2 separate regions of the Sus scrofa genome follow, and region 1 is linked to region 2. Evidence: chromatin contacts called from public HiChIP or PLAC-seq data. All regions are on one chromosome and are shown on one strand. Each heading gives the region's core, a stretch centred on a gene start, on an enhancer-like site or on the middle of the called end of the contact. The rest is flanking DNA. Distances are from core to core; before and after follow the strand shown. Region 1 holds the start of LSMEM1 (leucine-rich single-pass membrane protein 1). Region 2 holds the start of PPP1R3A (protein phosphatase 1 regulatory subunit 3A).

Region 1 (6,504 bases), core at 1,223-3,722, 1.2 Mb after region 2:
TTGTTTTAGGAATGTCTTTGGGCCGGGTGGTCTTTGAGAATTTTTCATGCTCTTCTCTATTAGTATTCAAAGAACAAGCCGAGTCCAGTTGTCTCCTTAACCCCTACTGGGAAAATTCTTTGCAGATCATGTTAACAACTGACGTAGCAGGACATGGATTGTTCTTTTGGAAGGTGGGTGAGGGGGATAAAGAAAGGTCAAGGTGATGGAGGCGCTATTGCCCTTTTCCCAAAATGATCCAGGAGTTACACAAAGCTGGCTGTGGGCCACTTACTCCAGGTGACATGCTGAAGGCGCTGAGATATCTCCCAGAAAACTTTGTTTCCTATTAAAAAAAATAACCTATTATGGGGAGTTGCTGTTGTGGCTTGGCAGGTTAAGAACCCGACAGAGTGTCCATGAGGATGTGGGTTCGATCCCTGGCCTTGCTCAGTGGGTCATGGATCCAGCACTGCCGTGACCGTGGCTGTGATGTAGGCCAGCAACTGCGGCTCCAATGTGACTCCTCGCGTGGGAACTTCCATATGCGGCAGATGCAGCAGCCAAGGAAAGAAAAGAAATAAAATAACCTGTAATGCCTACATTCATTTAAATAACAATAACAAAATACCCTGATATACTTTGGTTTCTTAAAACTGTTTTCAGGATGGACACGCTCGGAAAGCAAGGTTTTCTTAAATGTTGTGCAGCTGAACTGAGAAGGCAACCAAGCGTATAAACCAGTTCGGTTCACCCAAACCATGAATTGTCTGCACTTGGTCACCATTTTGTAAGACCTATTTGCCTAATAATACCCAAATTAAATTGAAAAAGAGATACAGAAACTGGATTACCTTCCATATTCTCTCCTACTTTATATCAGCCCACAGCCTCTGCTACTTGATTATGGACAGATGGGTGGTGTAGGTCCCACACTTTTCAGGGGCATCTTATGTCACAGCCTCCACAGCCTTTGCTTCCTAATCAAAGCCTTGGCACAGGCCAGCACCCAAACCCCTATGCTTATTGAGACCGACTGCAGTGAAAACAAGCGAAAGTCTGAACAAATCAAAATGAAGAGAAAAACAAGAATTCAAAAAAGATTTAGGGAGTTCCCATCGTGGCTCAGTGGTTAACGAATCCAACTAGGAACCATGAGGTTGCAGGTTTGATCCCCAGCCTCGCTTAGTGGGTTAAAGATCCAGTGTAGGTCCCAGACGCGGCTCGGATCCCGAGTTGCTGTGGCTGTGGCATAGGCCGGCAGCTATAATTCTGATTGGACCCCAAGCCTGGGAACCTCCATATACCTCTGGTGCAGCCCTAGAAAAGACAAAAAGACCAAAAAAAAAAATTATTTAGAAGGGGAATAATAGATATAAATTGAGAGAGTAAGAGTTTAAGAGTGTACGCGAAACAAACCAAGGGGGCATTTATCACCTGTGCTGGAAAGTCAGCACTGAAGCTAGAAAAGATGGGGTTCTAATAATCTTAGAACTCATTTGTAATACTTAAGGGACAAGACATACATTTATAGTTTGTTGGGTTTTGGGGGGGCGGGAGCACGCCCACAGCATGCAAGCATTCCAGAGATCAAACTTGAGCCACAGCAGTGACAATGCTAAATCTTTAAACACTAAGCCACAAGGGAACTCCCACATTAAGTTATTTGGTACTTAACAGATTTTCATTTTAGTCTCCCCCTCTTTTTTCTAATACTTTAATTGGGGCAATCTTCGAATTAAAAAAAAAAAAAAAAGTTGACTCTTTTGCCCAAAAAACTAATGATTTTTTCAAAAACTAGGTAAACGCGTGGAACATTTTCTCAGCAATCCGCTCCGAGTAAGACCTCTCTAGGAAAGCGGGCACCACAGGTGACCTGCCTGTGGTCACTAGAAGGCACGAAAGCAGCCAGGAGGATGAGTGAGCCTCTGGGGGCCCATCTCGGGAGCCTCCACCCCTTTCCAGGGGGAGAAAGGCCACAGGGACTTTTCGGGACTTTTGCAGACAAGAGTTCAAATCTTGCCAAGAGCCAAGAAAGCCCATAAGCCTGGCAAGCATTCAGAAAACAAAAGCACAAATTGCCTAATACGAAACAGCATTTCTAACGCGGAGCCGTCCTAATGCCCACCCAGCCCCCACCACGCCCACAGGTCTGGCTGGACGGTGGCTATTTTTAGGTGGCCTAGAAGCCAGGACGGGCCGCCAAGCCTGGGAGGGCTCACGTACGGAACAGATGCTGCGATCCGGCAGGACAGAGGTTTAGTCTGTTTAGGTCATTTATGGAATCCACAACGTAAAGCTTTCTTTCTTCAGGAAGGCCGCGAGAGCCGGTGTCCTGGGAAGAACGATTCATTGTCCCCGGAAGAAAACGCGGACCTTAAACGCAGGACGCTGGGCTGGGGAGCTGGACTTGGCCAGGATCACAGCCCACAGGAAGCTGGGCAGGCACTTGAAGAACCACCCACACGAATTACTTCCCAATGAAGGGCCAGAAAAGCTTTGCTTGTCCAAAAGAAAATACTCCCTTGTGGGGGCAACTCTTGTTTTTGCTTTGCTTGCCAGGAAGCTCAGCGTCTGCCGTGGGCCCCATTTTAATGCTTTAATACTCTGCTTACATGCATATGTGCTTTCCTCTTCAGATTTCTCACTTCTGCCTATATTTCCCTTGGGTCTCTTTTTTAATTTTGTAATTGACTTTTCAATATTTCTCTTTTATCACATTGTTCATACGCTAGTGAGATGCCTCAAATCTTGTGTGCAAGACGACTATGCATAAACACCCAGAAAGACAAAATTAAGTGAGGCAGCCTGTGGCCATAAAGATGCTGAGGGGAGAAAATATTACTGAGAACCGTTCTAACTGATGAGGCTTTAATACAAAACTGTACTTTTGTGCAGTATAAAGGTCTAGAAGCCAGTGACTTATGTTAAGGTGGAACACATAAAATATTTTATTTAGGGTTTAAATCTTCCTATTTCCAAAAGAATTGGAGGCAGTTAATAGTACACTGACAAATAAAATTGAGGTAAAGAGCCTCATGTGATATCTAGATCTTAGTAAAAGCAATGTAATAAACTTCATACCTGCCTTTAATGTGACAACACACTATTTATTTACTTCCTTTAACATTTTTAAAATTTCCTTTAATACACAGCTACAGAATAAACAGAAATATGACCAGAGTTAGGAGAAACCAAATACAGAAATAAAAAAATAAGAACACCTATAGAAGATCTGAAAAAAAAAAAATCAGCCATTTACTAAACAGACTAAACTGCACTCTAAAATATTAAAACTCAGGAGTTCCCATTGTGGCTAAGCAGTTAACGAATCTGACTAGCATCCATGAGGACGCAGGTTCGATTCCGGGTCTTGTTCAGTGGGTTAAGGATCCAGTGTTGCAGTGAGCTGTGGTATAGGTCGAAATCAGGACTGGGATCCCGAGTTGCTGTGGCTGTGGTGTAGACTGACAGCTACAGTTCCCATTCAGCCCCTAGCCTGGGAACTTCCATATGCCATGGGTGCAGCCCTAAAAAGACAATAAATAAACAAACAAACAAATAAAATCTTGAAACTCAGCAATTTCCCAGTAAAACCTAAAACCTACTAGCATGTGTAAAAAATATGCTTCCAGAACCCTAAGAAAATGTGAGTTCAAAAAGTAATGAACTAGTTAATTTTTTTCAAAGTTAAAAAAAAAATTTTAAAGGGTGTTTCAGTTCTTCAGAAATTTTAATTAACAAGAACACATCACCCCCTGAGTATTTTTGATGAGATACTACTGAAGCACTTCAGACATTGATATTACCTAATTCCAAATATACTTCAGGGAGCATTCCTAAGGGACTGACTTTAAGTGATTAAAATAAAAAGAAGAGCAGAGGGGCCTTAGAAACCCATCAAATTCTCTTACAGATAAAACCCAAAGTGTTGACTGATGTATGGTCACAGATTTCTAAACTATCCTTCGAGAAATGTTTTCTATTTTGTCTTCTCTTTACACTTTATCATCGCAAACACTAACATTTGATGAGGCATAACGGTTGTGTCACATCAGAGGATCATCGTTCCAAACACGGCTTCTATTTTAGGCTTGGTGGCTGACACATGGTTCATTTTGGCATCTCTCACTTGACATCCTTGAGCCTTGCCTTCCCCTGCAGGAATGCAATTACTCTTGCTTAAATTTCATACGGAGGCTTAACCATGGTTTACAAAGTGGACGGCTAGCTAGAAAATTACAGCCACAAAAAAACTAATAAAATCTCCAGGTTACCACTGGCCTTGCCGCAAACTCAAAAGGCGATTCAATGCAGCATCGAATTCAAGAGCGCTAAGATAACAACTTAGAGTGAGCTCCAAAAGGAAATTTCTTCATTTGGGTAAAGTCACAACATAAATAGATGCTATTTCAAAATGCATTTGAAATTAAGTGCAGCAGGCAAATGGAAAAGAGCCAGCAGAGAAAAATGAGCTGAGTGTGGTTCATGGCCACTAAGATCCTGCAAATGACCCTGTGAGCAAATGGATTCAAGATCACATGGCCCTGGAACCCTGGACCCACAGCTGTTTGATGCCCAGTTGTTGCTATCTTTGGCATCTCCATATGAGGGCATCTGGGAACAACCAGCCGTGTTGGAGAAGCCGGTGTTACTGAATTCTGCTCGCACTAACTTGACTCTCCTTCTCCACTGCTGTGTACAGATTTGCTCATTAAGATGGACCAAGGCAGCATCCTTTTCCGGGAACCCTTTCTAATACCTTGAGCTGAAAAACGTAAGTAATTGCATTTTCTTCTGTTAGATCAGTGCTAACAGCTGATTCCTTTTGTCATTTATGAATTTTTGACTGCCAACAAATGAATATTCTGACCAGTATAGTTATCTATGAAAATTCACTTTGCTCTCTTTTTTTTTCCCCCCTTAGGTGCTTGGTATCAAACTACAGAAATAACTTACACCAGTCTTGCTTGCCACAGAATCAGAATCGTTATAATAGGGCTTAATTCAAAGCTAATAGGAAGCTTTATTGAGTGAGTCATGGTAATTTGTTCTTTAATTCCATTTCAGTCAGTGCCTCTTCACATTCAGGAAGTAATTTTTAAAATCAAGTCTAAATCATTTCTATCTAAAGTTAAAAGCACAGAGCATATGTGACAGAAAAACACCCCAGCCTCAAGAATCATAATTCCGTCTCAGTAGGGCAATAACATGCAAATTACTTACAAAAATGTGAGCTTTAACTGCTAGGTTACCAGGAAAAAATTATTCAGAAACAGCTATAATAAAACTTTTTACAAATTCTATAGTTCTTTGCCTTCCTTCAGCACACAGGTGCTCCTATAAGGCCCATAAACCCCAGCATGAAACTGTTGGTCTATATTTAGTGTTAACTTAGCCAAGTAGTATAAGATTCCAAATAGTAACTTTTCCATAATGCCTAAGGTTTTTAGTAAATATGTTACTGAAACTATGCTTTAAAAAGAAACGGGAAAAAAAAAAAAAAAAAAAAAAAAAAAACCCACCGTGCCTTGATTCAACTGGTAACTGATGAGATTCTTACTAGATTGAGATTGATGTCCTTATTTGGCTGATGTGATTTGTAAACGGACACTTTTCCCCACTTCTGCCATGATGAGCTCACATACATAAATACCGGGTAGCAGGTGGAGCTGCCACTCTGACAACTAACCTGCCCAGGACTCCAGACCAACCAGAGAGTTATCAGGACAGAATGAGGTTGTAACACCCGAACCAGGATGAGGGCTGATCAGAGGACTCCTAGAGCTTCCTGTAGCTGCAAAAGTGGACTGTGCCTGGGAGATCGTATGGCTACAGACACGCTGCCCCCACTGCCAGTGATGGACGCACTTTATCTCTTCACCTTTCTTTAAGGCTTTATTCTCGGAGTTTTTATGCATCCTCCTTTCTTCGGAATGCCTGCCTCTTAACGTGGTTCTCACACACACATGCCAAGGAGTCTGCCCTCTGGTGGACATAAGAGAAACTACAGTCAGGAGACCAGCAGTCCCACAAGCCCACTTCGCAGATCGCAGGGCATTTACTATTCCAGCAGGACACCAAGAGTTAAGTGGCGAACTGGTCTGTAATCCTTTATAATCCTACCCTCCATGGCCATGACTAGATGTACATTTTTCACCCCTTGAAACACGTTGCATGTTGTCAATTGGAGAATGTTTGCCCCCAAAATTCCTTTTACAACTTGTATTCAATATGGACCTCATTCTACTCTGGGGGAAAAGGAATGCCTGTCATTTTTTTTTCTAAAAAACTTCAGCTATACCAGAGAACCACTTCATGAAGAAGCATGATATAACTAGTAACTGTTCTCTCAGAAGCACATGATACATTAAAATCTATGTCAAATTCCTTGAAAACTGAAAATGCTTGTTAGTTATTATCATGCTCAGCTTTTATTTCCCAACTACCCGATCTGTTTTAAACCATCTATTTTTTGAAGAAATAATAGCCTCAGTTTGAACACTATGTGTTTTTCTCTCTCCT
Region 2 (6,123 bases), core at 254-2,753:
ACAGAGACCATAAAGTGAAATGAGTGAGTCTTTTTCCCTTATAATCTTCAACCTCTGTGGTTAGAGATAACCACCACTAACAGTTCCTTTTGTACCTTTCCAGGAATTTTCTATGCACATATCTGTGCATACTTCCTTTTCTTCACTTAGCCAGTTAGTTTGGCTGTCTTTCCCTATCAGCATATAAAGTGATACTTTATCCTTTTTAATATGATAAAACATTCTATTATATATTTGTCCATTTCCCTGCTAATAGATATTTAGATAGTTTTTAGAGTTTTCAAAATAAGCAATCCTCTTATGAACATATATCTATATTTATCTTCGCATACCTATCCCTTACTGACGGGGTAAATTTGTAGCTAGAGCATTTCTGGGTCAAAGCACACGTATGTTTAAATTTTTTATAGGTTTTTCCCAACTGCCATTCCCAAAGTGGGTTTTACAGCAATATAAGAAAATATGAGAGTCTAAACAGGCTGCTCACACTTTAAAACACAGAACTCCAAAAGGCCATGGTATTAATGTCTGCTTTGTGTGCGTAAAATGGCAATTTGCCAAAGATGAACATTTTATTCTACATACATATTTTACCCCTGGACCAGACTTATCATTGCCCACTTACATTTTCAAGTCAATAACACATTACTTGTCTGTATTTTTCCATAGCTTAATTAAAAAGAAACTTATTAATATTTAAAATGACAGATTTGACTAATTGTTCATTTTAGGTCTTGGTTTAGGCTATTTCTTCTATCTGGAAAATCCACCTCACTCCAACCCTGCATGTCTATATCCTGTTTACCCTTCATGGTTTATTTCAAGTAATACCTTCTCCATCTAAATCATGTTTCTTTCCTAAGAACTCCTAGCACCTCTGTTTAACCCTTTAGAGGTTATAAGTCCATGATAAATGGTAGCTAACATTAGTTTAGACACTAGATTTTTTCCCATTCTATAAATGTTCTTATTCTCTACTGTCTGCCTTCCTTTGCCTGGTCCAGTAGATTGATTTAGCTGAAACTACATATTTAGTATTGTGATGCTACTTTTCTTTTCTTTTTCTTTTTTTCTTTTTTGGCTGTGCCAATGGCATACAGAAGTTCCCAGGCCAGGTTTTGAACCCGAGCCACGGCGGTGACAATGCTGAATCCTTAACTGCTAGGCTGGCAGGGAACTCCATCACGTTTTCACTTTTAATGGTTAAATACTGGTTATTTAAATTATTTAAATGGTTAAAATAACATTTTTATTCTATAGTTTCAGATTTTCAAACACAGCAGAAAATGATTTAAAATGTTTCTTTGGAACACATAAACATGTGCAACATTAAAAATTGAGAGTTAAATCTGAAACATGCCAGTGAGAGTAACATGGATGCTATCATATTAAAGGCCTTTGGAGGCAAGGGAGCATAGTTTACAAGCCATCGGACCTATTTATAGAGCTGACTTCTTTTTGCAATGTCAACTGTAACCTTATACTTATTTTAAGCCTCAGTGTCTCAAATATCAGTCTCTACTAGTTGTACAGTTCTCTCTTATTTGATATCAGAGAGCCCAATGGAGCCTTCTGAAGAACCTAGTCATATCAGCAAAGATAACTTTTTAGAAGTTCCTAATTTATCTGATTCTCTTTCTGAAGATGAAGAGATTAAAGCTAACTTCAGACCTGGTTTCTCCCCTCAACCTAGCAGACGAGGCTCTGATTCGTCTGAAGACATTTACCTGGATACTCCACCACCTTCAGGTGCGAGAAGAGTTTCATTTGCCGACACCTTTGGATTCAATCTTGTGTCTGTTAAAGAATTTGATTCCTGGGAATTACCAAGTAGTTCAACTGATTTTGATTTAACAAAGGACATTTTCCACACAGAAGAATATGTTTTAACTCCACTGTTTGACTTGCCTTCTTCAAAAGAAGATCTTATGCAACAACTTCAAGTACAGAAGGCAATATTGGAGTCAGCTGAGTATCCTCCTGGATCTACAAGTATGAAGGGTATTATTCGAGTTTTGAATATTTCTTTTGAGAAGTTAGTATATGTGAGAATGTCTTTAGATGACTGGCAGACATATTATGACATATTAGCAGAATATGTCCCGAATTCATGTGATGGTGACACTGACCAGTTCTCCTTTAAGATTTCACTGGTTCCTCCTTATCAAAAAGACGGCAGTAAAGTTGAGTTTTGTATACGTTATGAAACTTCGGTTGGTACATTTTGGTCAAATAATAATGGCACAAATTATATATTGGTTTGTCAAAAGAAAGAACAAGAGATGGAGCCTGTAAAACCACAGGAAGATGTTCCTAATAGACATATAAAAGGCTGCTTAAAGGTAAAATCAAGGTGAGAATATATCTTACATTCCTTAATTTTTTATCTTAATTTTTTAATGCCACTATTTCACTGGTTGTAAGAAGTAGCCATTCTGTTTAAAATATACATGTTATGTATAAAACAATAGTGCTAGGCTTTAACAAGTTCAGTGCTATTCAGATAATAGTACTGTATTATCTCTTCTCCAAATGTAAGAAAAATATGGGTATAAGGTAACAGATGGCGGGGGGAGGGATACAATTATATGTTGCCTACATAATGAGCTATAAATTGCTTAAATCCAAACCATGAAATCTAGATTTGTAACATGTAAAACTGTTTGTCATTTAAAGTACATTTATTTTTAGTGTTTTTAAAATATTTTTGCTGTACTTCAGAATATCTCTAATTAACATAAAACTGTTTCAATATGTACCTAGTACTCAGAAATTCATAGACTTCCCCCGAAAGTTGTAACGAACCTTTTAATGACTGAGTCACACAGAGAGGTGTTCGGAGTGATACATGTTAAGTTAAATCATAAGAGCTATGACTTTAATAAGCTAAGAGAAAAAAGTATAAGAGCGGTAATACATGAATTACACATAAAAATTTATAATTGTAACCAAATATAACATTATGGAAAACAGAAGTAGCATGATTTAGTAAAAGTAAATGGAGCAGAATTTTTTTAAAATGACCCAAATAGAAATAAGGATATTAGCTTCATAGATTAGAGATTTGGGATATGACCTCTCATTAGTAACCTTGCTCTCCTGTTAATACGAAAAACAAAGAAAACTGGGTATTCAGTTATCTCTATTATAGTGTTGACCAATTTCCATGACAGTAGGTTAGTGGATAAAACATCCAGGAGGAGATGGGGCTCTCCTGCTCCTCAGAGTGTCCCAAAGGAAAAATTCCCATTGCTCCACCAGGTGCAGGCAAATACTTGATTTATCTTCTGAGTGGTCCATTCCAACTGTCACTAGATGCAAAGATTCCAGTAACTGCACCACAAATAGTGAAATATGATGAAAAGGGAACTGTATTAGGAGTCAAGACTCAGAGATTCTAAGTGGAATTAAATAAAACATAAAGAATTAGACTGGGAAATGTTTAACCTCCTAGGCTTATTATGTTGATCTATTATAAGGCGATACATAAGAACCACTAAATGTGTTATTCTAATGCATTAATGAACTAAATATAATGTAGGAGAAGCAATTCAATCACATAAACTAGTTCTGCTGTCATTATCCTTTAAAATAATTTGAAAGATTGGTTTATCTGATTTTGTGAGTTATTCTAACTAAGTCCGAACAAAACTTTCTCAGGTTTTAACTGCTGCTACTAAGATAATATAATCATATTCTCTATGTGCTAAAGTAATAGTTTACATGTTTATGAAGTTACTTAGCAACATGTTATTATGTAGACAAAATAAGTTCAGTACTATGTCATAAACTGATTTATATACATAAACATACTAAATGTTTATTAAATGCTTTACATATTAAATGCCTACAAATAGGTTAATTACCATTGAATATCTAATAAATATGCTGCAACTTGCCCTACATATTAGAGAAAAGCAAAACCTAGAAAAGGCACAGCCTTACTGCCAAAGACCTCGTAAAAGAAGCAGTGTTTAACTCTTGATTTTTCTGCAAGTTAGAAATGCAGCTTTAAAATTATAAGCATTACATGTTGAACTATGGTAAAGATAGAGGATTCTTTTGATAGACTAAATGATGTGATACCAAGGACAAAAATGGATGACAGCTAGGCCTAATCTAGCTCAGTCATGATACTATTGAAACTTCTCCTAGCCTAAGATATGTATAATTGGATATATGTATCTGTACACACACACATTTGTATTCAGAACCGTAATCACTGGATTCATAGCGGACACCATTCAAGTTTTAATATTGCGTTGGGGAAAAACTTGAGAAGAACTAAACCACAAAATGGTCCAAAGGCCTGTAAAGTTTCCTAATGAGTTATAAAAATGGAAAAAATCTCTCTCCTTCAAAACCACAAATATATTTTCTGCACTTCTATAACTTAAAAATGACCAACATAATTCAAACCACATTTTGAAAAAAAAAGCATTTGCCTCTGGAGGAGGCCTTTTGTGCTGAGTCTCAGTCCAACATGAATTTTTACATCTGATTTATATACCACTCAAAATGGAGTGTATAAAGGAAATCCTGACAGATCCTTAGAACAGCATGTGCTATAATAGAATATTTATATAGCTTTTCCGTGATATAATTTATATGCAATGGGGTTTCAAATATTCCTAAAACTCACACAAGAGAGCATTATCAAATTTCTAAATGAATATTGCAGTTGGATTTCATTGTGAAGAAGTTGGTTAGGGAAAAATAGCTAACCTTATGAGTGTTCTTTTATGAAATGTGTACTTGGTTAAAGCAAAAATGAACTAATACTTATTTGATCAAAAAATGCATAGCTTCTAAAATATCTCCCTCGCTTCAAAGGTTACGGAAACTAACTTGGTCTGTTTTGAGCATTTCCACACTTTAACTTAATTTGGAGGTCACATCTTTGAGGTGATAAATGCACAAGAGAAATGTATGTGAATTTTTACGTCATACATGCAAGCAGATTAATAGCAGTGTGTAATATATCAGAGTTAAACTGAATATAAGTCCTGATATAGAGAGTAACAATTAACTTGAATTCCTCTTAATATCAAAGTTAATTTGCTATCAGAGTCCTAGAGATTTTATTTTCTAAAAGTGTCAATAATCCCTTTTAATAAGTACAGAAAGAACTGTGGGAACATATTTAGCGATGTAGGATTTCTGTTACATCAATCACCCTATGCATTATCTTTTCTCTATGGAAATTTTGTTTTAGGTCAGAGTTTTCAAATCTCTGCATTGATGTGGTTGTCTGTTTTCTTTTATTCATATTAATCTATCTACCTTAGACAGAAAGAAATATTTACAGGGAGAGGAAAACTGAGCTTGTAACTCATAGGCATGTGACTGAGAGTGATCCAAAGGTATTGAATTGCACTGAAAGGCATGCATCATGAGATACTTGATAAGTGTCACTACCTATGTGACACTAGGATATGTGTTAGCAAACAAACTAAGCAGATCTGTTCTACATCCCATGGACATTATTTCAAAATATGTGACCAAAAGAATTAAAGGACATTGATATAAAAAAACATTAAATGTACATAGATAAATAAGTTAAAAAGAGCATGCAGAAACAGTATAAATTCAAAGTTAAAATTTGGGGCTTCAGGGTTAAACATATTTGGGTTTGAGTCCAAGCAGCTAGCTGTGTGACCTTCTGCAAGTTAAACTTATTACTATATTACTATTCACAATTAACAAAAGGGGTGCCATCTCAAAGAGATTTCCATAAAATAATACATGTAAAGTTTTGGCATTGTATCTTGTACATAGTAGGTTATCAGTTAACTGTTAACGCCTATAAAAGACAAAGCTAACTCTAGATTTAGGTGGATCTGAAAAACCATAGAAAGGTTCAGACTGCCCCAGAGTGCCTCTCTTCTTTCCTCTCAGCATTTCTAAATGTTCAGCTTTGGAAAGTCATTTCTTTGTCTCTTGCAGAATTTTAATCAACAAGGAAAACTCAGCAAATTGTAAATTTCCTTTAGATATGTGTCCCTTGATAGCCAAAACATCTTAAGGTTGGAAGAGATCTTAATGACTACTAAAATTCCCATGTTTAATAGATGAAAAAATGGAGAACTAGATCAAAAAAGTTAAAGAAGCCTTTGATTATGG

Evidence for each region. HiChIP or PLAC-seq counts read pairs in DNA pulled down with a chosen protein or histone mark.
Region 1: an H3K27ac HiChIP or PLAC-seq map of skeletal muscle shows a contact between it and region 2. The contact joins the promoter of LSMEM1 here to the promoter of PPP1R3A in region 2. A contact is called at or near these places in 2 of 47 Hi-C or Micro-C datasets (both in skeletal muscle) and 1 of 2 datasets of contacts at active chromatin or transcription factors (skeletal muscle).

Annotation. Positions count from the first base shown.
Region 1 is chr18:33,188,438-33,194,941 of Sscrofa11.1, forward strand. LSMEM1 (leucine-rich single-pass membrane protein 1) reads right to left here and starts at 2,473. Exons shown (of 3, transcript XM_003134769.5): 1 at 2,206-2,473. The coding sequence starts at 2,332. It overlaps LOC106506809 (a long non-coding RNA gene), which reads left to right and starts at 3,477. Exons shown (of 3, transcript XR_002340212.1): 1 at 3,477-4,756; 2 at 4,907-6,081.
Region 2 is chr18:31,996,164-32,002,286 of Sscrofa11.1, forward strand. It overlaps PPP1R3A (protein phosphatase 1 regulatory subunit 3A), which reads left to right and starts at 1,504. Exons shown (of 4, transcript XM_003360157.4): 1 at 1,504-2,353. The coding sequence starts at 1,563.